Regions from separate parts of the Mus musculus genome. Here all the other regions are linked to region 1. A link is a contact called in public ChIA-PET, HiChIP or PLAC-seq and promoter capture Hi-C data. All regions are on one chromosome and are shown on one strand. The core of a region is the stretch at or near the end of the contact, and the rest is flanking DNA. Distances in the headings are between cores, read along the strand shown. Region 1 holds the start of Mknk2 (MAP kinase-interacting serine/threonine kinase 2). Region 2 holds the start of Gzmm (granzyme M (lymphocyte met-ase 1)). Region 3 holds the start of Polrmt (polymerase (RNA) mitochondrial (DNA directed)). Region 4 holds the start of Rnf126 (ring finger protein 126). Region 5 holds the start of S1pr4 (sphingosine-1-phosphate receptor 4). Region 6 holds the start of E130317F20Rik (RIKEN cDNA E130317F20 gene). Region 7 holds the start of Prtn3 (proteinase 3).

What was found. Promoter capture Hi-C pulls out the DNA fragments that hold promoters and counts their contacts. ChIA-PET counts read pairs in DNA pulled down with a chosen protein or histone mark. HiChIP or PLAC-seq counts read pairs in DNA pulled down with a chosen protein or histone mark. Capture Hi-C pulls out chosen DNA fragments and counts their contacts.
Region 2: an H3K27ac HiChIP or PLAC-seq map of microglia shows a contact between it and region 1, with 6 times the contacts expected there. The contact joins the promoter of Gzmm here to the promoter of Mknk2 in region 1. A contact is called at or near these places in 2 of 115 datasets of contacts at active chromatin or transcription factors (microglia and pancreatic cancer cells).
Region 3: an H3K27ac HiChIP or PLAC-seq map of embryonic stem cells shows a contact between it and region 1, with 5 read pairs. The contact joins the promoter of Polrmt here to the promoter of Mknk2 in region 1.
Region 4: a contact with region 1 is called in a promoter capture Hi-C map of pre-B cells, with 2.9 times the contacts expected there. The contact joins the promoter of Rnf126 here to the promoter of Mknk2 in region 1.
Region 5: a contact with region 1 is called in an RNA polymerase II ChIA-PET map of memory CD8 T cells, with 8 read pairs. The contact joins the promoter of S1pr4 here to the promoter of Mknk2 in region 1.
Region 6: a contact with region 1 is called in a FOXA1 HiChIP or PLAC-seq map of pancreatic cancer cells. The contact joins the promoter of E130317F20Rik here to the promoter of Mknk2 in region 1. A contact is called at or near these places in 3 of 115 datasets of contacts at active chromatin or transcription factors (bone marrow-derived macrophages, memory CD8 T cells and pancreatic cancer cells).
Region 7: a contact with region 1 is called in a promoter capture Hi-C map of liver, with 2.3 times the contacts expected there. The contact joins the promoter of Prtn3 here to the promoter of Mknk2 in region 1. A contact is called at or near these places in 4 of 39 promoter capture datasets (the SN4741 cell line, liver, neutrophils and 1 more), 1 of 115 datasets of contacts at active chromatin or transcription factors (kidney) and 1 of 9 other capture datasets (liver).

What each region holds. Positions count from the first base shown.
Region 1 is chr10:80,674,870-80,677,679 of GRCm38.p6, reverse strand. Mknk2 (MAP kinase-interacting serine/threonine kinase 2) reads left to right here and starts at 1,387. Exons shown (of 14, transcript NM_021462.4): 1 at 1,387-1,599; 2 at 1,740-1,856. The coding sequence starts at 1,806.
Region 2 is chr10:79,687,569-79,690,378 of GRCm38.p6, reverse strand. Gzmm (granzyme M (lymphocyte met-ase 1)) reads right to left here and starts at 1,359. Exons shown (of 5, transcript NM_008504.3): 1 at 914-1,359. The coding sequence starts at 968. Cdc34 (cell division cycle 34) reads right to left here. Exons shown (of 5, transcript NM_177613.2): 5 at 1,981-2,530. The coding sequence ends at 2,320.
Region 3 is chr10:79,745,146-79,747,955 of GRCm38.p6, reverse strand. Polrmt (polymerase (RNA) mitochondrial (DNA directed)) reads left to right here and starts at 1,375. Exons shown (of 21, transcript NM_172551.3): 1 at 1,375-1,491; 2 at 2,184-2,282. The coding sequence starts at 1,404.
Region 4 is chr10:79,765,548-79,768,357 of GRCm38.p6, reverse strand. It overlaps Rnf126 (ring finger protein 126), which reads left to right and starts at 1,406. Exons shown (of 9, transcript NM_144528.3): 1 at 1,406-1,605. The coding sequence starts at 1,531.
Region 5 is chr10:81,498,792-81,501,601 of GRCm38.p6, reverse strand. S1pr4 (sphingosine-1-phosphate receptor 4) reads left to right here and starts at 1,465. Exons shown (of 1, transcript NM_010102.2): 1 at 1,465-2,810. The coding sequence starts at 1,964.
Region 6 is chr10:79,853,618-79,856,427 of GRCm38.p6, reverse strand. E130317F20Rik (RIKEN cDNA E130317F20 gene) reads left to right here and starts at 1,457. Exons shown (of 1, transcript NR_029447.1): 1 at 1,457-2,810. It overlaps Ptbp1 (polypyrimidine tract binding protein 1), which reads right to left and starts at 1,996. Exons shown (of 14, transcript NM_001077363.2): 1 at 1,707-1,996. The coding sequence starts at 1,714.
Region 7 is chr10:79,878,264-79,881,073 of GRCm38.p6, reverse strand. It overlaps Prtn3 (proteinase 3), which reads right to left and starts at 1,407. Exons shown (of 5, transcript NM_011178.2): 1 at 1,332-1,407; 2 at 481-646; 3 at 1-38. The coding sequence starts at 1,398.

The DNA.
Region 1 (2,810 bases), core at 138-2,637:
TGGCTAGGTAGCCCCAAACTACAGAGACATGCTGGCCCCCGTGGACACACACACACATGCTACAGCTAGCCACAGGTAGAAGCTATTTCTCTTACATGTGTCCCAGGAATGGGCTCAGGCTATAATTGGTGGCAAACTCCTTTAACAGCTGAGTAGAGACCCTTGTTTGAGTCTGCCAGGAATTGATCCCTGACTGCCTTGAGCTGAAGTTCTATCCCCTGCCCAAATCTGTCCAGGTAATGAACCTTGTACAGGCATGACAATCTGAATTAGAGACAAACATTTCTGCCAATGCAATCACTAATGACGACAATGAGGCTCGGGAGTCAGACAGATGACTCATAAGTTAAGCCAAACTGTTACTCTTACAGAGAACCCAGGGTACAGCCCAGCACCCACATCAGGCATCGTGTAATTTCACCTCTCTTCTGACTTTCCAGGCACCTGTATGCATAAGGCACACACACTCACACGGACGAGGACCTGTGTGAGTGCACACAAACACACAAAGAGCTGCTTGAGGTTCATGAGGCTCCAGCCTCAGTAGAGGGTGGTGGTAAAAACTTGTAGACAAACTACCCTGAAGAGGGAAAACAACCTCTTTGTGCACGGAAGCAGCCGAGGCAGCAGGCACAACGCGGTCTGACTGTATCCGAACCTGAATCGGGGATCCTAGCCCCTTCTTGTCCCAGCTATCCCCACCGAGGGCTGCAAAGGACCCAAGAGGTTCAAGAAGGGTTCATCACGGATTGCAGAGCTGGAGCACAGGACAAGGGCATCAGTATTCAGTAAAATTAGGGCTGGCTTGCCCTCCTTCGGCAGCTGAACGCGGCACCCGGCTCAAGGACAGGGAGCAGAACCTGCAGCGCGCAAGCCAGCGGGCCAACTGTGACACAGGAGAAGGCGGCCTCACGGCCCAAACTGAAGCCTTCAGTACCCTTCTGCGCAGGCGCAGGCGACTCCGGAGGCTGGTCACCAGCCTCTCCACACAGTCCTCTCCCACCCCCCAGCCAGGTCACGCGGCTGCAGTCGAGTATCTTTTCACGCTCCGCCCCCACCGTGGGAGTGCGCAGGCGCGCTTGAAGCTTCGCGCCCCACTTCCCTCGGAATCTCCCCTTCCCCCTGCCAGCTCGAAGTGCGCAGCCGTGTTTGGAGTCGCCAACACGGTCGCTGCGCAGCTCCACTCCGCTCCCCGCTAAGCTCCGCCCCTTAAACGGGAGCGCGCAGCCGTATTCTGCATTCCCCGGCGTGCTCTTCTCGCTGCGGCCTTCGACGCTCCTGGAAGCTCCGCCTCCTCTGTTCCCTGAGAAAGGCGGAGACTGGTGCGGAGGGGCGGGGTAACTTCGGGACCGCGCCTATAAAGGTGGCCGCGCCGGCCGCGCGCGCGGCTCCTCTCGGCGGCAGCGGCCCAGTGGAGGGGTCCGTGGTGGCGGTGGTGGCGGCGGTGGCGGCGGCGGCGGCGGCGACGGCGGCGGCGGCGGCGGCGGCAGCAGCAGCGGTGGCTGTGGCGGCGCTGTTCCCCGCGCAGTCCTCGGAGCGGGGTCCGGGCTGTGCTAGGTGAGGTGACGGCGCTGCGACCCCGGCCGGTGTCCGACCCCGGTGAGCGCGGCGCCAAGGGCGACATTCTCCGAGGGAGGAAGGAAGCCCGAGTCAGGCGCGGGAGCTCCGCCGAGCCCCGGCCGCCTCCGCCCGGCCGAGCGCCTCTCTCAGCCTCGGTCCTTTGTCTCCTCCGCCCGCAGGGTCGCCTCCCAAGCCGCCCCCCGGGCCCCGCGTCCCCTCCCCCGCTGGTGGGGCCCGGACTGAAGATGGTGCAGAAGAGAACAGCCGAACTTCAGGGCTTCCACCGTTCGTTCAAGGTGAGGGGTCCTGTCCGGGGGTCCCATTGCAGTGACGGGTGCGACGGATAAGCAGAGCCTACTCGGGAGGCTGGTGCAGGGCTTGGGAGGGGTGCTTGCATTGGACTTTTGTGCTGGAGGTGGTGGGGGTCAGCAGGCCGCAGCCCTGTCCCCATCCTCCTAGTAGCTCTCTCTTCTAGGACCCTCAACCCCCACCCCCAGGCTTGTGATTGGTGGCTCTGTGTCCCTTGCAGTTAGCCCGATCACAGTCGTCTGTTTCTGTGTGTGATCCTAGGCAAATCGAGTGTTTCTGTTCCTTGCAACTTCCAGGCCTGTCTTGTGCTGGTTGGGAGAGTCAGTAAGCTGCAGCCTTGCTTCTAGCTGCCTACTAACTCTTCATGAACTGCCCCAGGCTCCCCTGTGATCTGTGGCTGTGTCCCTAGCAGTTTCTCAGCCCGGGCTTTCCTACCTCTGTATGTGGTCTCTGATGGACTTTACATTTGTTTCCTGCAGTGTGTGCTTGTTGCAGGCTACAACCTGTCCCCGGCTGCCTAGTAGCTCTTTCTTTCAGGACCCACTCCCACCACTGATTGGTGGCTCTATGTCCCTCGCCATCAGCCTGATCTCAGTCTTGTGCTCCCCACCCACTTTCTGTATGTGATCCCACACTTTCTGTGTCCCCCAGGTTGGCCTTGTTCTGGATGAAAGCACGTCAGCAGGTCCTAGCTCTCTCTTTTGTGAGCTCCCCTAGGTTGGCTTGTGGTCAGTGGCTGGATGTTCCTTGCAGTCTCTCAGCCCCGTCTCCCCTACTTCTGTGTATATAGTTCCAGGGAAACCCTGTATCTGTCCACTGTAGTCTCAAGCTGGCCTGTGCGGTTGGTTGGGATCAGAGGGGATGAAGCCTTGTTGGGGAAACCCTTTGGCACATGGGTATGCTTTGCCCCACTGCAACCTCCACACTTGGTGGTGGCCTGT
Region 2 (2,810 bases), core at 110-2,609, 990 kb after region 1:
GCATACAGATAGATGTATATATATGGAGGTCAGAGACCAAGTCTGGTGTTTTCTGCATTGCCCTATACCTTAATTGAGGCTTCACTGATTCAGCACATTCCCAGAGCCTCAGGGACCCTGTGGCTTGGCTCGTCCCCTAGAGCTGGGGTTACAGGCATGAGACACAGCTCTACAGTGAGTTGTAGGCCATCTGTACCTCAGGATGGTAGCACAGCCTCTCATTGACCAAACTCAAGAAGCGGGTATTTACTTATAAATTCCAGGCCAGCCAGGGCTACATGGCAATACCTTTACAAAAAGAAAGTCATGTGTGGTAGCCACACACCTCTAATGTCAGTGCTCAGGAGGCTCTGTAGCACAGATGGCCTCAAACTCACTGGAGAGCAAGGGTTTGAGCAAGGGTTTGAATTCCTGGTCTTCCACCTCCAGTGCTAGGATGACAGGTGTGCTCTACCATGCCTGGTGGAATGGAGTATGGAGCCCAGGTTTTCTGTACACCAGGCATATGCCCCAACTTAAGCTATATCCTTAACCCCATTTTGTTTCCTCTGATAGGTCTCACTCTAACTGAACTCATGGCAATCCTCCTGCCTCAGACCCCTCAAATACTGAGCTCAGAGGCCTGTCACCAGGCTACGTGGTTTTCTTTCTTTTTTTTTTTGAGACAGGGTTTCTCTGTATAGCTCTGGGGGTCCTGGAACTCACTTTGTAGACCAGGCTGGCCTCGAACTCAGAAATCCGCCTGCCTCTGCCTCCCAAGTGCTGGGATTAAAGACGCGCGCCACCGCGCCCGGCTCTACGCTGTTTTTACTCAGGGTTCTGAATCATCTGCTAGTTTCCCTGTACGTAATGCCTCCCATCCACAGCCCTCTGGATACCCGGCTCTGGGCCTCAGTTTCCCCCGAATGCTCACCTGCCCACAGTGTTTTCAGGGCCAGCAGTAGCAGCAGGGACCAGCAGACCTCCATCCTGGCACAGGATCAGTGGTCCCTGGGGGAAAGGGTTCCCCACTCTCTCTTCCTGTGGGGACAGGTGGCCTTCCCAGTACCACCCACCTTGCACAAGTGTCAACTCCTCCTACTTCACACCCTGCTGTGTGGTTTTAGAAAGCAATTCTGCTGTCAAAGCTGCCCCCTGCCTGGGGGGCAGCAACTATAGCCCAGTGATGCTCATTCTGGTGATTAGCACCAGGTAAACACTGGGTCTGTCTCAATGGACCTCAACCCCCACAGAGGATGACTCACAGGGTCAGTTCTCTCCTTGAGCCGTGTAGGTCCTGTGCTAGGCTTGGTGGCAGGCCTCTACCCACTGAGCCTTACTGCTGGCCCTGCAACTTTGTACATAAGGCTGGCTGCAAATTATACGGGTAGAGGAAGGCCTGAACTAACGCCTTTCCAACAACTTGTCCTTCTCTCATCAGTTATAAGCAGCACAGGTTCCATGAAGTGCTATTCAGTAGAGTACAGCTTTGTTCTGGAGACTGGAACTCTGGAGAGTTAACAGGCCCACGCAATGAAAGTGACACTTTCTTTTCCTTTCTTTACATGGCACCCAATGCTATTTCAGCACTGGGTCACTGTAGCCACCCTGCACAGCATGATGTGGTCAGAGCATCACTCAGCCTGTCCTTCCTGTGGGGAGTCACCAGGCTGCCTGCCACAGGGACTCCTCAGGCAGGCACTGGAGTTCCCAGGGCTGAAGAAGTGCCCAGGACACAAGGACTGCTGGGATACTAGTCCTCTGCACGCCTCAGGACCCAGGCCTTCTGACTGCAGGATGGAGGCGGACACAGACAGCCACAGTGCCAGATGCAGGAAGGTGGGATCTGCAGGCAGCAAGTTGCTTCTGGGCCTGGGGCCCCTGTACAATCCTGAGCCTTAACAGTCACTATCTCTTCCTGCCCATCCCACGGCCTTGGCCGGGCTACCCAGGTGGCCCTCAGTACCGAGTGCCACCGGCGTCCTAGGTGATTCTCTCAGCTTCTCAGAAAGCTATTTTATTTTATTTCACACACACCAAAAGCAGAGAGGAGACTGTGGTGCTGGCCTTCCTTGGGCTGGGCTGGAGTCTCTGGCTCCCCACCAGGCAGTCGGTCCCCAGCCTCCCAGGCTTGTCATCATCTGAAAGCTGAGTGGGGTGTTTGCCCTGCACCACAGCTCTTCTCCAAAGCCGAGGAAAACCCATGGGGAATACGGGGTAAGAGGACCTAAGGATCATGGGATGGGAGCCCACATGGAACCTCGGTGAGGTAGTCTGTCGCCTGAGGCCCACACGGGTCCTGCTGAGGTAAAATTTGTAAGTTTATTTCAGGGACGTGGGTCAGGACTCTTCGGTGCCAGAGTCATCCTCTTCATCCCCAAAGCAGCTGTCGGCCTCCTCCACTTCGCCGTCCTCATAGTAGTCGTCGTAGAAGAGGTCCGAGCCCTCGTCGGGCGCCGGCGCCTTGGTCTTCACGCAGTACTCGGCCAGCGTAGTGGGCACCTTCACACCATCGCGCTCCGCGTCCACCTTGGTCCCCAGGACCTGCTTCCTGGGGAGACAGGGCAGGTGAGGCCAAGGCCCAGGACAATGGGATTCCAAGAATAGACACTGAATGGAGGGCAGGGAGCAGGTGGGAGGGAATAAAGGGCGTGGGGACAAGGAGTGGCCAGTTCCCAGCAGGAAGGTAACCACAGCTGGCTGTGGGAAACAGGTTTGTCACTTAGTACTTGGAGGCTGAGGCAGGAGGCCTGCTGAGTCTCAGGGTGGCTTCAGCTGTAATAGGATCTGTCTTATGACAACAGTCATTAAAAAAAAAAAAAAAAGTGGAG
Region 3 (2,810 bases), core at 126-2,625, 930 kb after region 1:
GCCTGCCTCTGCCTCCCAAGTGCTGGGATTAAAGGTGTGTGCCACCTGGGGTTAAGAGCACTGACTGACCTTCCAGTGGTCCTGAGTTCATTTCCCAGCAACCACATGGTGGCTCACAACCATCTGTAATGGAATTCAATGCCCTCTTCTGGTAGACAGAGATAGTGTACTCAGATACATAAAATAAATAAATCTTTAAAAAAACAAAAACAAAAGCAAAAACGGTGTGTGCCACCACACCCAGCTCTGAGTTTGTGTGTGTGTCTGTTTATCTGTCCGTTTGCTTGCCCGACTGCCTGATTGAGACAAGGTTTTATGTGCATTTTATGTGCTTAAATTTGAATCCGCCTGCCTTTACCTCCAGAGGGCTGGGATTATAAACCCAAAGCTCTCACTGATGCGCTCCAGACAGTAGAAGCCCTAGTACTGAGAAAATGAGCCCAGGTCCTGTCTTCTCAGGAGGGTACTGTCTGAGCTACAGAATTAGCCTGGAAAATTTAGTGAGATTCTGTCTCAAATATAAAATGCTGGTGCGTGATAGCACATATCTGTCATCCGGCACTTCCTGAGCTAGGAGGCAGGAGGATCAGGAATTCACTGTCATCTTTGGCCACATTAGAAGTTTGAAACCAACCTGGGCTACGTGTAGATAGATCCCTTAGTCCAACACTGGGAAGGAGAAGACAGCAAGGTCAGGCTTTCCAGATTAGTTCTCATACATGTAAATTGGAAGCTAACATGAGCTACATGGGACTCTGTGAATGTGAATGAATGAATGGATGGATGGATGAATGAAATCGCGATGTGGTACTATTTACACGTCTTTTCCATCTTTCTACGGCCCTGATTCCATTTGCACAAACACATATACATACAGAGAGACAGAGACAGAGAGAGGCAGAGAGGAGGAGGAGGAAGAGGAGGAGAAACAAATAGGGTAGGGACTGGGCGTGGTGGCGCACGACTATAGTCCCAGTACTGGGTGGCAGAGCAGGAGTATAAGGAGGATATCTGTTGAGTTCAAGGGAATCCTGTTAAATTCCAGGACATTCATGGTTAAATAGTGAGACTTTGTGCCAAAAATGTGCATATAGTACATAATATATACACATATGTAAATGTTACGCACATATATATGAACAAATAAAATAAAGCAGAAACCAGTCAATCAAAGAACAAAAAAATATAAAAACTAAAGAGGGAACTTGGATATGAAAAGAACGAATCAGAAGAGTATTTCTGCGCATGCTCTCTTGCCGCCACGCTGCCCGCTGCCTCTTGGGAGTTGTAGTTCTCCTTCGACTCCTCTCACAGGACAGACCCTAAGAGCGCTTCCGGCAGTCGCAGAACTACAGCTCCCTGCAGGCGGCGCGTGCGCGTGCGCACTGCGGGCAGCAGGCGGCATGTCGGCGCTCCGGTGGACCCGAAGCGCAGCCGGGCTTGGCCGGGTTCTGCGCTCCCCTGGGCCCCACCGCCCGCCTTCGGAGGAAGGTAAAGGAGTGTCGGATCCAGGACTATAATCTTCCCTTCCTTAGGATCCCGGTCACCTTCAACCTTTGTTCTTTGACCTATGGAGGAGTTTCTGGGGACCCATTTAGCTGGGCACTAGTTGGCAACGTCTCTCTAGGTCCGCAGGGCACTTTGACTTTTGATTGTTGCTCGCTTTTCCATGTCTCTGACCCACTGTTGGGGACTTACGGATATTGGCATTGACCTTTGGCTACTTTTAGTTAGGAGTACTTCTTGCTGGATCCTGCACCCCGATCCTTATAGCTTTGGCCTGTTCTGCCCTTGAAGTTGGTCTTTTTCTGGGTCTGGATTTATTTGTGGGCGGGGCGTGTTTTTTTTTTTTTTTTTTTTTTTTTTTTGAGCCATGGTGTTTCCATGTGGTTCATGCTGGATGCTTTATTTGAACTCAGGTCCTACTGCTTCAACCTCCTGAGTTCTGAGATCCCATGCCTGGCAGTCCTTGTCTTTTGATCCATTTCTTTCTGGGCATGACGTAAGTTTGAGGCAGGAACTCACACTAGCTTAACCTAGAACTTCCTTTGTAGCCCAGGCTGGAATCCAATTGGAGACCCTCCCACCTCAGCCTCCAGAGACCTGGGGTAATAAGTGTGCATGCCACGGTGTCCACTTGATAGGATGGTTTCTGTGTTCTTATTCTTCATGTCTCTTTCTAGGGACTTTTGGTGGCTTCTGCAGCTCAAGAAGGAGCTCCGCTGCCAGTCCCCGTGAGCAACATGTCCTGAGGGAGTGGGGCCATGCTGAACTGCTGGAAGGTAAGTTGGTGTCCTAAGTCCTTCTCCACAGTGAAGCCTTGAGGGAGTGTGCTCTGCGTTGTACCTGACCACTCCAAGGGAGTATGTAAAATGGGGTCCAGAGTCCACTGAGCAGTGTTGTCTGGCTGGCCTGTCTGTGGTCCTGTGGGTCCTCTTGTGCTGGTTCTGGGAGCTGCTGTAATTCCATTCCCTGAGTTCCAGATTCCCACCTGGGGCTCTCACTTCTAGGAAGACAGTGGAGGCCCCAAATACACCTGAACAATACCGGATTTGCATTGTTGGAATGCTGACATAGAAGTCTCCAGTTTTAGTCCTGCAGAGTCGAGGTGCAGCTGGAATCCAGCCTGTCTGCCAGGCCTGCCTGTCTGTCTTCCTTCCTTCCTTCCTCTTTCTTTCTTTCTCTCCTCATTCCTCCCTTCTCTCTTTCTCTCTTTTTTCTTTCTTGGTTTTTCGAGACAGGGTTTCTCTGTGTAGGAAGTCCTGGCTGCTTTGTAGACCAGGCTGGCCTTGAACTCAGGTCTGCCTGCC
Region 4 (2,810 bases), core at 157-2,656, 910 kb after region 1:
TGTGCATTTCATAGACGCTAGATGAATGTTGAACGAATAAGTAAATAAATACAGGAACTAACCTCAGAAACATTCTGGGCCTAGCCTAGAAGACGACGCAGGCTTCATTCACTCCTGAAGAGTCACACGGGGTGCCTGCGGGCTAGAGGATCCTCCTTCTACCAGAGAATGCATCCCTTCTTCATCCTTATCTCGGGTGTTTGTGGAACACCTGATGTGTATCGTCCAGACATGATACTCCCTTCTGCCCGGCACTGTTTTTACAGATTATCAGGTGTACATAAGTGTATGTAGGAGGGCTGTAGAGACCGCGTGAAAAGGCAACATTGCAGCCGAGACTCCGGAGTTTGGGGGACCAAGCACTTGGAGGCACAGGCAGTGCAGTGCAAGCAAATATCCACAGGCAAGCTTGTCTGGAAGGCTAAATGAGGGGAAGGAAGCTGGGAAATGAGGGCTTGATGGTTCGAAGAAGAGGAGGAGTCTCTTAGGCCCCGTCCCTCACTTTTTTTTTTTTTTTTTTTTTAGGGATAGCCCTAACAACTTAAGCCATTGGCAAGGCAACCAAGTCCCGCCCCTCAAGGACTCCAACTTCGCGACTGTACTTGGCTTTCCGAGGCCTCTACATCCAATCCCGTATGCCGGAGAAACTCAGCCCTGTCGACTACATCCCCGCTCTGGAGATAGTCACCCGCCTTCAGGCTTGCCCATCCTCGTTGCCAAGGAGACGGCCCCCGCAAGCTTGGAGCTCCGCCTCCAGGCTCACGCCAAATTCCTAGGCGGATTCCAGGATTGGTCCCGTCGCTGTCTCGTCACCATGGAAACCCGGCCCCGCCCTGCGCAGGCTCAGCCTGCGGACCCTAAAGCTTTCCAGTTGCCTACAGGTTATAACCTACCCCAGGTTGCCAAAGAGACATCCCGGGCCCCCACGAAGGCCCCGCCCTTTGGTCGCGGAGGCTTCCCCGAGGCCCTGTCCCACGCAGGTTGCCAAAAAGTCTTCTCCCCCACGTAGCCCCGCCGCTCGCTGGCCCCCCATCTCTGACTTCTTCTGCTTCCATGTCTGACTTCACCTCCTAAAGTCATCGCCAAGGCGACCCGCCTTCGCGCTGTCCCTGGACTTCCGCACTCTTCAAGCGTGACTCCGCCCTTCCACCCCCAAGTGCCAAGCCCTCTAGACTCCGCCCACACCAGATAGGCCACGCCCCCAAGATGCTCTGCAGTCTTGACCCTCACCTCCGTCCCGGTTACTAAGGAGACTAGGCTCCGCCGCTTCGCCCCCAGGCTCCGCCCCACACACTGGACCCAGGTCTCTGGCTTCCGGAAATACTTATTTTGTCCTAGTGCGGCCACCGTTCTCCACGAGTCAGCCCCCCGCAGCGCGTTGCCCGCGTTTCTCCGCGAGCCCCACGCCTGCCGTGCGTGCCGTGCGTGCCATGCGTGAGCGTGCGCGGGCGCGTCGGCCGGCGAGGGAGCAGCAAACGGCCGGCGGCAGGCGCCGCGCGGGGGGCGGGCGGCGCGGAGGCGGCGGTGGCCATGGCCGAGGCGTCGCCGCAGCCCGGACGGTACTTCTGCCACTGCTGCTCGGTAGAGATCGTGCCGCGCCTGCCGGTGAGACCTGGGCGGGAGGGCCGTGGAGCTGTGCGCGCGAAGCTGGCTAGAGGGGAAATTGAGACCCGGCGGGGTGCGAGCAGCGTGGCGGGCAGGTCCAAGAACCTAGGGCGGCGGCGGGGTCGCCCGAGGGACGCAGGCTTGGTCGGACCCGGTGGGGCTCGGAAGCTGAGCTCCGCGCTGGGGACGGCCGCCGAGCGCGTGGCCAGGACGCGGGGGCGCGCGGCGCGGCCTCGAGCGCCGCCCCGGGCCTCGCTGCTGCGCCCAGAGGAGCTGCGAATCCGACGGCGGAGCTGGAGGGTCTGGGAAGGTCGTACCTGCACCTCCTTGCCTGTTACAGGCCTTGTGCTAAGGCTTCAGTGTGGCTTTGACCAGTTGCATCCCCCGGTCCCCACCTGGTTGTCCCCTGGCCTCCTGCTTCTTCCTCGTAGCTTTGGACATATCTATCCTGAGGACCCTGCTTGGGTGTCCTGCATCTTTTCCGGTTCAAGGTGGTTTTGTCCAGGTGCATGCCAGGGATCCTGCAAGTTTCTTGAGAGTGACTTTGACTAGGCTGGTATCCCCAGGCCTCCTCTCCCAGGACAGAACCTCCCACCTTCCAGGCATCCCTTGTTTCATACCCAGGTTTGAGGCTCGCTCCTGGAAAGGTGATCGCTCAGTACTTGCAACCTACCGTGGCCTTTCCAGGCCAAGCGTGGAGCCTGCTCCTGCCCTTCGAGGTGGAAGCCTGGGTGGGTCCTTGAAGAAGTAGTAGCTAGTTTGGTGTAAGCCAATCTACCATTGCGGAGAAGGTGGTGGAGTAATTAGCCAGAGTCTGTCAGGGTGACGACGGGGTGGGTGGTAAGAGGTGCTGTAGTTCCTTCTGGTCTCTGCACTCTCCCTCTGGATGGTGACACCATGACATTCTTCAGGGCGATTAACTCCAAGAATTCAGGTGGTGGCATACACCTTTTATTTCAGCACTTGGGAGGCAGAGGCAGGCCGATGTCTGAGTTTGAGGCCAACTGTTAGTTCCAGGACAGACAGGAACCCTGTCTAGGAAGGGGGGCAGCTTGGAGAGAGTGGTATGTGGGGTGCCAGGTGAACCTGGAACATAGGAATTGATTGTTATTTCTACTTGTGTTTCCTGTGCCTCAGCCTTGCCTCCCCAGATCTGCCTTGACGCCCCTGGACTGGGGACTATGCTGCCCCTTGGCACCATTGTG
Region 5 (2,810 bases), core at 216-2,715, 820 kb before region 1:
AGAGCAAAGAGCTGTTCTTTTTTGGGGGTTTGGTTTTGGTTTGTTTTATTTTGTTTTTGTTTTTTTGAGACAGGGTTTCTCTGTATAGCTCTGGCTGTCCTGGAACTTACTCTGTAGACCAGGCTGGCCTCGAACTCAGAAATCTGCCTGCCCTTGCCTCCCAAGTGCTGGGATTAAAGGCGTGCGCCACCACGCCTGGCGAGAGCTGTTCTTGAAGACTGACTAAGTGCCTGCTGTGGAGGTCAAGTGTTCGTAATCTTCTGTTCTGTTATGGTGCCTGCTTCATACCACATCAGCTTCCATAGCAGGCTGCAGGTGACCGTTCTGTCTGCACTCATTCTGGGGTGCTGTGCTCAGTCCTCCTTCATGCTGAACCCCAGTACTCACTTGAACTCAGTGCATGAGGCCCAGTCATGGGCTTGGCTGGAGTTGGCCTTTAGTCAGCACTATGTTGTGTCTGTGACTATGTTATTCAGGCTCAGGGTTCATTCTGGGATAAAGGCTCAGTATAGGGTAGAGGTTTGGGGAGTCAGTGCAGAGGGGCCCTGGCCAGAGTTTGTGCACTGTCTGACATCAAGTCTCTTCAGGGTCATGGCACAGAGCAAGAGCTGTGCTCAGGTAGGGTTGGGGCTCAGTGCAGGAAGGGGCTGAGGCTGGGATTGGGGCTCAGTGCAGGGAAGGAGCTGAGACTGGGGATTGGGGCTCAGTGCAGGGAAGGGGTTGAGGCTGGGGTCAAAGCACAGAACAATTGTGTAGGCTGAGGCTGAGTTGGCACTGCCAGGGGAGCTACAGGTGTCCTTGCACATTGATTAGACACCTGCTGTTTGCTGTGTGTTGACAAGCACTATGAAGCATCCCTAGTACAGGCAACAAAATCTTATTAAGCGCCTGGTGTGTGCAGATGACTTTTTCTTTAATAGGTGATTTTAAGCACCTACTATGTATTGGTGGCACATATTTATTATTATTATTATTATTATTATTATTATTATTATTAGGTATTTGTATTTTTTTTTTAGACAGGGTGTCTCTATTATGTAGCCCAGGCTGGCCTGGAACTTACAGAGGTCCTCCTGCCTCTGCCTTCCAAGAACTGATACTAATGGCATGTGCTGCTACACCCAATGTGACACATTTTTTAAGCACCTTCTGTGTACACACAGCAAACACTGATTAAGCACCAGTGAACAGTTCAGGGGTAAAGGTGCCTGAGGCAAAGCTCTAAGGACCCACATGGTAGAAGGGGAGAATGGACTCCTGTGAGTTGCCCTCTGACCCCAGCACATGAAAGGACACACACAGTCAATCAATAAATGTAACAAAAATTCTAAAAAGATATTAAGCACCTGTTATGCATGGGTGGTACTTGATGTGTTTGGATGACATTGATTAAGGCTTGGCTGGTGTATACAAGTGACAAACATTTATGACATTCTGTCTTTTCCTTTTTTTTTTTTTTTTTGGTTTTTCGAGACAGGGTTTCTCTGTGTAGCCCTGGCTGTCCTGGAACTCACTTTATAGACCAGGCTGGCCTCGAACTCAGAAATCCGCCTGCCTCTGCCTATGGCACGCTTTCTGTGTACAGTTGACAAATACTTATTAGGCACCTGCTGTATATATAAGCATACAGTTGGAACAGTTGGGCACAAGGGGGTGGGCAGAGGGATCTTGGATGCCAGGCTATGCCCATTGTCCAGTAGTGACTCCCCATCTAGTGCTTGCCTCCCATCCAAAGAGGGAAATTTGGTCCTGGGTGGGGTGCCATGAGAGATCATGCTCTCTAGCTCAGAGCCCCCAGAGTCACACCCACAGTTGCTCAGGATGCCCCTCCCTGCCCTGGCCTCACCCCCACCCACTCTGGGGCACCTTGAGCATAACAGGAAATTTCAAACAACAGGAAACCCAGGCCAGGCAGTGACTCCACCCTGCGGAGGCCTCTCTCAGTCTGTCCCCGGGGGAGGCCATGAACATCAGTACCTGGTCCACGCTGGTGACCCCAGAGTCCTGCCACCGGCTGGCAGCCAGCGGCCACAGCCTCCTCATTGTCCTGCACTACAATCACAGCGGCAGGCTGGCCAGCCGCGGGGGCTCTGAGGACGGTGGAGGGCTAGGGATGCTGAGGGGGCCGTCGGTGGCCGCAGGTTGCCTGGTGGTGCTGGAGAACGCCATGGTGCTGGCCGCCATCGCCATCTACATGCGGTCCCGCCGCTGGGTGTACTACTGCCTGCTGAACATCACACTGAGTGACCTGCTCACAGGCCTGGCCTACGTGGTCAACGTGCTGCTGTCAGGGACTCGTACCTTCCAGCTGTCACCGGTGCACTGGTTCCTGCGGGAGGGCCTGCTCTTCATGGCCTTGGCCGCATCCACCTTCAGTCTGCTCTTCACGGCCGGCGAGCGCTTCGCCACCATGGTGCGGGTGGCTGAGAGTGGGGCCACCAAGACCAGCCGTGTGTATGGCTGCATCGGTCTGTGCTGGCTACTGGCAGCTATCCTGGGCCTGCTGCCCCTGCTGGGCTGGAACTGTGTGTGCGCCTTCCCACGCTGCTCCAGCCTGCTGCCCCTCTACTCCAAGGGCTATGTGCTCTTTTGTGTGGTGGTCTTCGCCCTCATCCTAGTGGCTATCCTGAGCCTCTACGGGGCCATCTTTAGAGTGGTCCGAGCCAATGGGCAGAAGTCTCCACGTCCTCCTGCCCGCCGCAAGTCCCGCAGGCTACTCAACACCGTGCTGATGATCTTGGTGGCCTTTGTGGTGTGCTGGGGTCCCCTGTTTGGCCTGCTCCTGGCTGACATCTTTGGTTCTAATGTCT
Region 6 (2,810 bases), core at 208-2,707, 820 kb after region 1:
AGTGAGCCATCCATTGAGTCTCAACTTGAAAGAGGGCCATCATTGTCCTTGAAGACCCTCCCTTCTTCCACACAGGACCCAGACCCTGCCTTTCAACACATTAAATCCAGTTTTAGTACAGGAAAAAAAAAAAAAGAAAAGGAAAGAAAAAAAGCCCAGTTTTTATAAAGCATACCAGTGACCTGGGTCAAAACTCAACTCCTGAGCATCCTACAACGCCAGGGAGCCTGAAATATAGGTAAGGAGCAGCCCAAGACAGTGCTTCCTGATGGGGGCTGGGAGCTCCTCCAGGGCCACACTGCTGATGGCAGGCAAAGTGGCCTTGTTACCATTTACAAACCAACAGAGCTGCCGGGATACACCCTAGGTTACTGATCAACCCCAGCCCCTCGTGACTGCACCCTGCCGCCTCACACCTAGCCTGCTTACAGGCAGCAGCAAGCCTACCACAGCTGGCAGGTTACCAAATGGCTCTCAGGGGTCTGCCTCGTGAAGGGATTCCACCAGAAGTGGTGGCTGGGGTATGTGTAACCCTCTGCTTGGTTTACTGTTTTCAAAGAATCTTTTGCGACATTTCTCTGCACTCCCTTCTAGAACTCACTTCGATCTGCCTATCTCTGGCAGGATTAAAGGTGTGCACCACCACACCCCGCTCAAAGATCCTCGGTAAGTTGCTCAAAGGAGGCAACTGGAGACTCCTGTCTGTCATCTCAGCACTTAGAAGGCTGAGGCAGGAGGACTGCCATAGGTACTCAGCTTGAAGCTAGGCCAAACTACTTTTCAGAATCGTGTTAAAAGGAAAGCCGCTTACTAAGCCTGGTGACTCAAAGCACTAGGGAGGTTAAGGTGGGGAAAATCAGGAATTCAAGGCCAGTCCTTATCCAAAAGCCAAACAAAAAGTTTCAACAAAAAAGTCGGGGCCTGGTGACGCAGGCCTTTAGTCCCATCACTACGCAAGCAGAGGCAAGCGCAAGCAGATCTTTCAGACCAGCCTACAATGAGATCCGGTCTCCAAAACAAACCGAAAACTACAAAAAGTTGCCAGTGGAGGGGGCATCCGGGAAGCATGTGGGAGATACGGATGCCAGGCCGGCGCCCACACCGGAGACCGAACTGAACCTCACTCTGGCCCACCCGCCCCTCCAATGGGGGGCCCTGGAGGCCTCCTCCGGACACCTCCCCCCAGGCGGGAAGGGCGGGCGCGTTCGGCACAGGTCCGCGCGCGTGCCCGCACCAGGGCGCGCGCCCTACTACGCGCGCGCACCCGGGGTCGCATGCGGCGTGCGAAGCGACATTGCTCGGGGCACAGGGCGAGCCGGCCGGATTGGAGCACGGCAGGCGGGAAGGATCGCAGCGGCCGAGCCGCTCCGAGTGAGCGCGTCTCACCGGAGGGAGCGCGCGTGCACGCGGAGGGCGGGAGGGGGGCGCTGGGTTCCTCCGGATGAACCGCGCGGGCACCGGAAGTGCGCTGGGCGAGGGGCTTAAGGGGAGCCGAAAGCTGGGTGCGGTCGCCCTAAGCCAACCGGCTTCCTTAAGGGCCTCAGACGCCCGGGATTCCGAGCGCGCCACGCGGAACGAGGCCACACGCACGCGCCCATTGCAGCGGTTAGAGGGATCGGCGGGGGCCAAAAGTCCACGCGCGCGGCAGCGATGGCTGGGACGGAGTGGTGAGCGGAGCGGCGTGCGAGGGGCGCGGCAGGACTTACCCGTCCATGGCACACGGAAGAGACCCGCGGGGAACGGAGCGGAGGCGCAGGAATAGCAGAAACCGACCCAACGGCTCCGAGTTATAGACTCACAAGATGGCGGAGACGCCCGCACACGTCCCCCGCGCGCGATCCTCATTGGTTCCCGCTGCGGTCTGTGGGCGTGGTCAACCCCGCCTGCCCCCGCCAGGGCCTTCTATTGGTCAAAAGGTTACTCCAAGGGCGAAACGCATCCAGACAGCAGACAGCTGTTGGGCGGGACGGCCGTCAGTCAAGACGGAAGACGGAAACGGCCGGTGGGGGAGGGGGAGGGAGTGAATGAGTAGACGCACGTGATACCATCTGAGCCAATGAGCGAGCCTTTGTTCGACCCGTGGGACGCCATCTTGAGAGTGGGTACGTGGCGGGTCAGACGCAGAGAAGCGTGCATTCTGGAGGTTGCCTCCATATTGCAAGCAGGCACTGGAAGCCGTTAGCCTCCAACGTGAGAGTAAAGCAAGCTGCTTCGCCATCTTAGAAGCGGGCAGAAAACCCCGTATTGCCCTAGCTTGCTTGTGGTCACGTGGCCAGAATTTGGCCTTTCAACCGAGTTTCTCCTGGACTAGATCGCAACGAGGTGGAGGCCACGTGCTTCATAGACGCAGTCGCGACTAGATTGTGAATCATCTCTTTCCGTCTTTTGTCTACCCACAGCAGCCAAGCTCCATCTGTGTCGCAGGGATGGGGAAACCGAGGAAAGGAGCCGCAGTGTGGCTGGTTCTGCCTAAAGCTGGGGAAACGAGGCTACAAACTCAGCAGCCGCAGAATCCACTGGAGGGACGAAACTCCGCCCTCTTGTACCTTCACCCCAGCAGCCAGGATTCTGCCTTCCAGTCCTGGGGTATCACAAAGCAAGACGGGTTCTCCAAGGCCTAGTGCAGGCTATAAAACAGATCCTTTGGTAGGACTCCCAAAGGCACAAACTATCCGGATTCTTGTCTGCCTGGTTATCTGCTAAAAAAAAAAAAAAAGCCAGGCAAGGGGGAAAAGTTTCTCCTCCGCCCTGCACGGGAGGTGAGCCCAGAGCACTGGCCTCCCTTTTCTGTAATACAGGGCTCGTGGGAG
Region 7 (2,810 bases), core at 158-2,657, 800 kb after region 1:
CGTGGGCACCCAGCACCACTGTCACAAGCTGCCAGGAGCTGCAGTGAAGGTTGTGGGATGTTGTTTGTTGTAGGGAAAGGGATGGAACCCGGATCGATCCTTCAACACGTTACCAAGTGCTCCACCCCTGACCACGCCCTCTGGGAGGAATCCAGGTGGGGCTCTACCATAACCACGCCCCCTAGTCGCTCACTGGGGGATTCTAGGCAGGTAGGAGGAACTCTACCCTGACCGTGCCCACAGACCCTTCCCTGGGGAATTCTAGAAGGGATATTTACCCTAACCACTCCCCTATCCCCTTCACTGGGGGATTCTAGGTGAGAGAAAGTCTCTGTTGAAATAATCTCCTGGAGAACGCATGGGGAAGAGCTGAGGCAGGTCTAGAGGGAGCCTTTGGAAGGGGAAGAGACTATGAGGTACCCATCCAGGGCTTTGCTGTCAGTTCAGACCTGCCACTCCCTCGCTGTCTCCTGAACTCACATGTCCTGCAGGCAGTGGGCGGCTGTCAGCACGAATCTCGGGTGGATCAGGGTGCCACCACAGAAGTGGCTCCCAGGGAACCTGCTCAGCTGCAGGGATGCCACATAAGGCCGAGAGTGGGGCCGAGCCTCGTGCCCACCTACAATCTTGGAGGCCTGGACTGCGCCTAGGGGAAGTAGGTGTCAGGAATGCAGCCTGAAGGGTTCCAGCCATGAGAGCCACAGTCTGTTCTACCTATGGTTTTAAAGTGACCTGTGCCTGGGGAGGAGTCGGGGGCTGACTTGAGTCTACACGTATTATTTTGTTTTGAGATAGTGTCTCACACTGTGGTCCAGGGTGGCCTTGAACTCAGCGAGATCTGCATGCCTCTGCCTCCCAACTGCTGGGATTAAAGATGTGCGCCATTCAGCTTGGCTGGTAATTCCTGATTCCCTGGAAATTCCTCCCTGCAGTGAGAGTCCGTGGGCGGCACACATACAGTAAGAACCCATCAAGGGCTGAAGCTGGTGTTGGGTTCAGTGGGTAGAGTCGTGGCTTACACGCACAAAGCCCTAGGTCCCACATCCAGTGCCACAGAAACACAGCATGGGAGCTTGCTACCCCAGTACTGAGATGAGGCATGAGGGCCAGGAGGTCAAAGCTGATTTGCTATAATGTAGCAAAGGCCAGCCTGGGCTACTTAAGACTCTGTCTAAAAAAGAACCCTAAAACAGAAGGAAAGCAGTCAATGCCCCCTCTCATTCTTTCCTTCCCAAGCATTTAACCAGGGGATGCCCTGACCTTCCCAGCTATTCTAGGAAGGTGCTGGTTAATGAACAGCTCCCCACCCCCCCACCCACACACACACTCACCACCAACCACCAGGGCAAGCAGCAGGAAGGGATGGATCCCCTTGGGGGATGGGTAGCTTCCAGCCATGGCCAGGCTCCTGGCATCCTGCTTGCTGGGGCCCTCTTATAGCCCAGCTCTGCCGGGAGCCGTTGAACAGTGGCTAAAGGCTGGGCTGTGGGTCCCACTTCCTCCTTCCAGTTTGGGGGCCCAGGAATGTTTGCAGTAGGGCAGGACGCAGGGGGTCTCTCTGGAGGCACAGGAAGCCCTCTGCCACCCAGAGCGTGCTGAGGGTCCTGGGACAAGCCACTTTAGTACCCACTCAGCTATGATCCACAGATCCTGTGATACACCCCCCATCGATGACCCTCCCCATTAATAACCTGCCTAGATTTTACTTTGGGAGTTCATTATTTCTCCTCTAATGTTGTAGTGTGTGTGTGTGTGTGTGTGTGTGTGTGTGTGTGTATGTGTGTTCATTTTAAACAGGGTTGCATGTAACCCTGGCTAGCCATGAACTCACCACGTATCCAAGGTTCCTTCTGCCTCAGCCTCCTGCACGCTCGGATGACAAGTATGCACTTCTGCACTGGGATAATTTCCTATTCTTTTCTCTTTACTGGTTTTTTTTCATATAAATATATATATTGTGTGTGTGTTTTATTTCTTTTTAATTTATATATCTTAAATTTTTTAATCTTTCTTTCTCTCTCTCTCTCTCTCTTTCTTTCTTTCTTTCTTTCTTTCTTTCTTTCTTTCTTTCTTTCTTTCTTTCTTTCTGCATAGGCATGTGTGGATGCACATGCATAGAGTGGCCTGAGGTTGACACAAGGTATCTTCCTCAGTGACTCTCCACCTTATATTGAGGCAGGGGCTCTCTCTAAGGTTTCAGTCAATCAGCTCTCTAGCTTGTTGGGGGAGAGGTGTCCCTGTCTTCTTCTGGGCCTCCTTACACAAATGCTCGGAAATACAGGAGGCTGTCTCCGCTGTGGACACGGGTTCTGGGGACTGGAACTGCAGCCCTCCCTTCTGCCATAGTGCTTTACCCACTGAGCTATCTGGCCCTTTCCCTCCCCATCCACCCCTGTTTATTAAATCCCAAACCAACATCAATCCTCCTGCCTCTGTGCTGGGATCACAGAGCAAATATATTCATTTATTATAAAATAGTCTAGCACAGCAATGGTGGCACACGCATTTAATCCCAGCACTCAGGAGGCAGAGGCAAGAGGAGCTCTTGTGAGTTCGAGGCCAGCCTGGTCTACAGAGCGAGTTCCTGGACAGCCAGGGCTACACAGAAACCCTGTCTCAAACCTAAAAAAAAAAAAATCAATAAATGAAATAGTCTAAACCCATAGAACACTGGGATACAGCCAAGTATTGAGCACTTGCTTAGGCTGCATAAGGCCCTGAGTTCCATCCCAGGAGTACAAAGTTAATGCATTCATTCCTATATGAACGAACTTCTCCATGTGTGCATGTGTGTCGTGTCTGCACAGCGG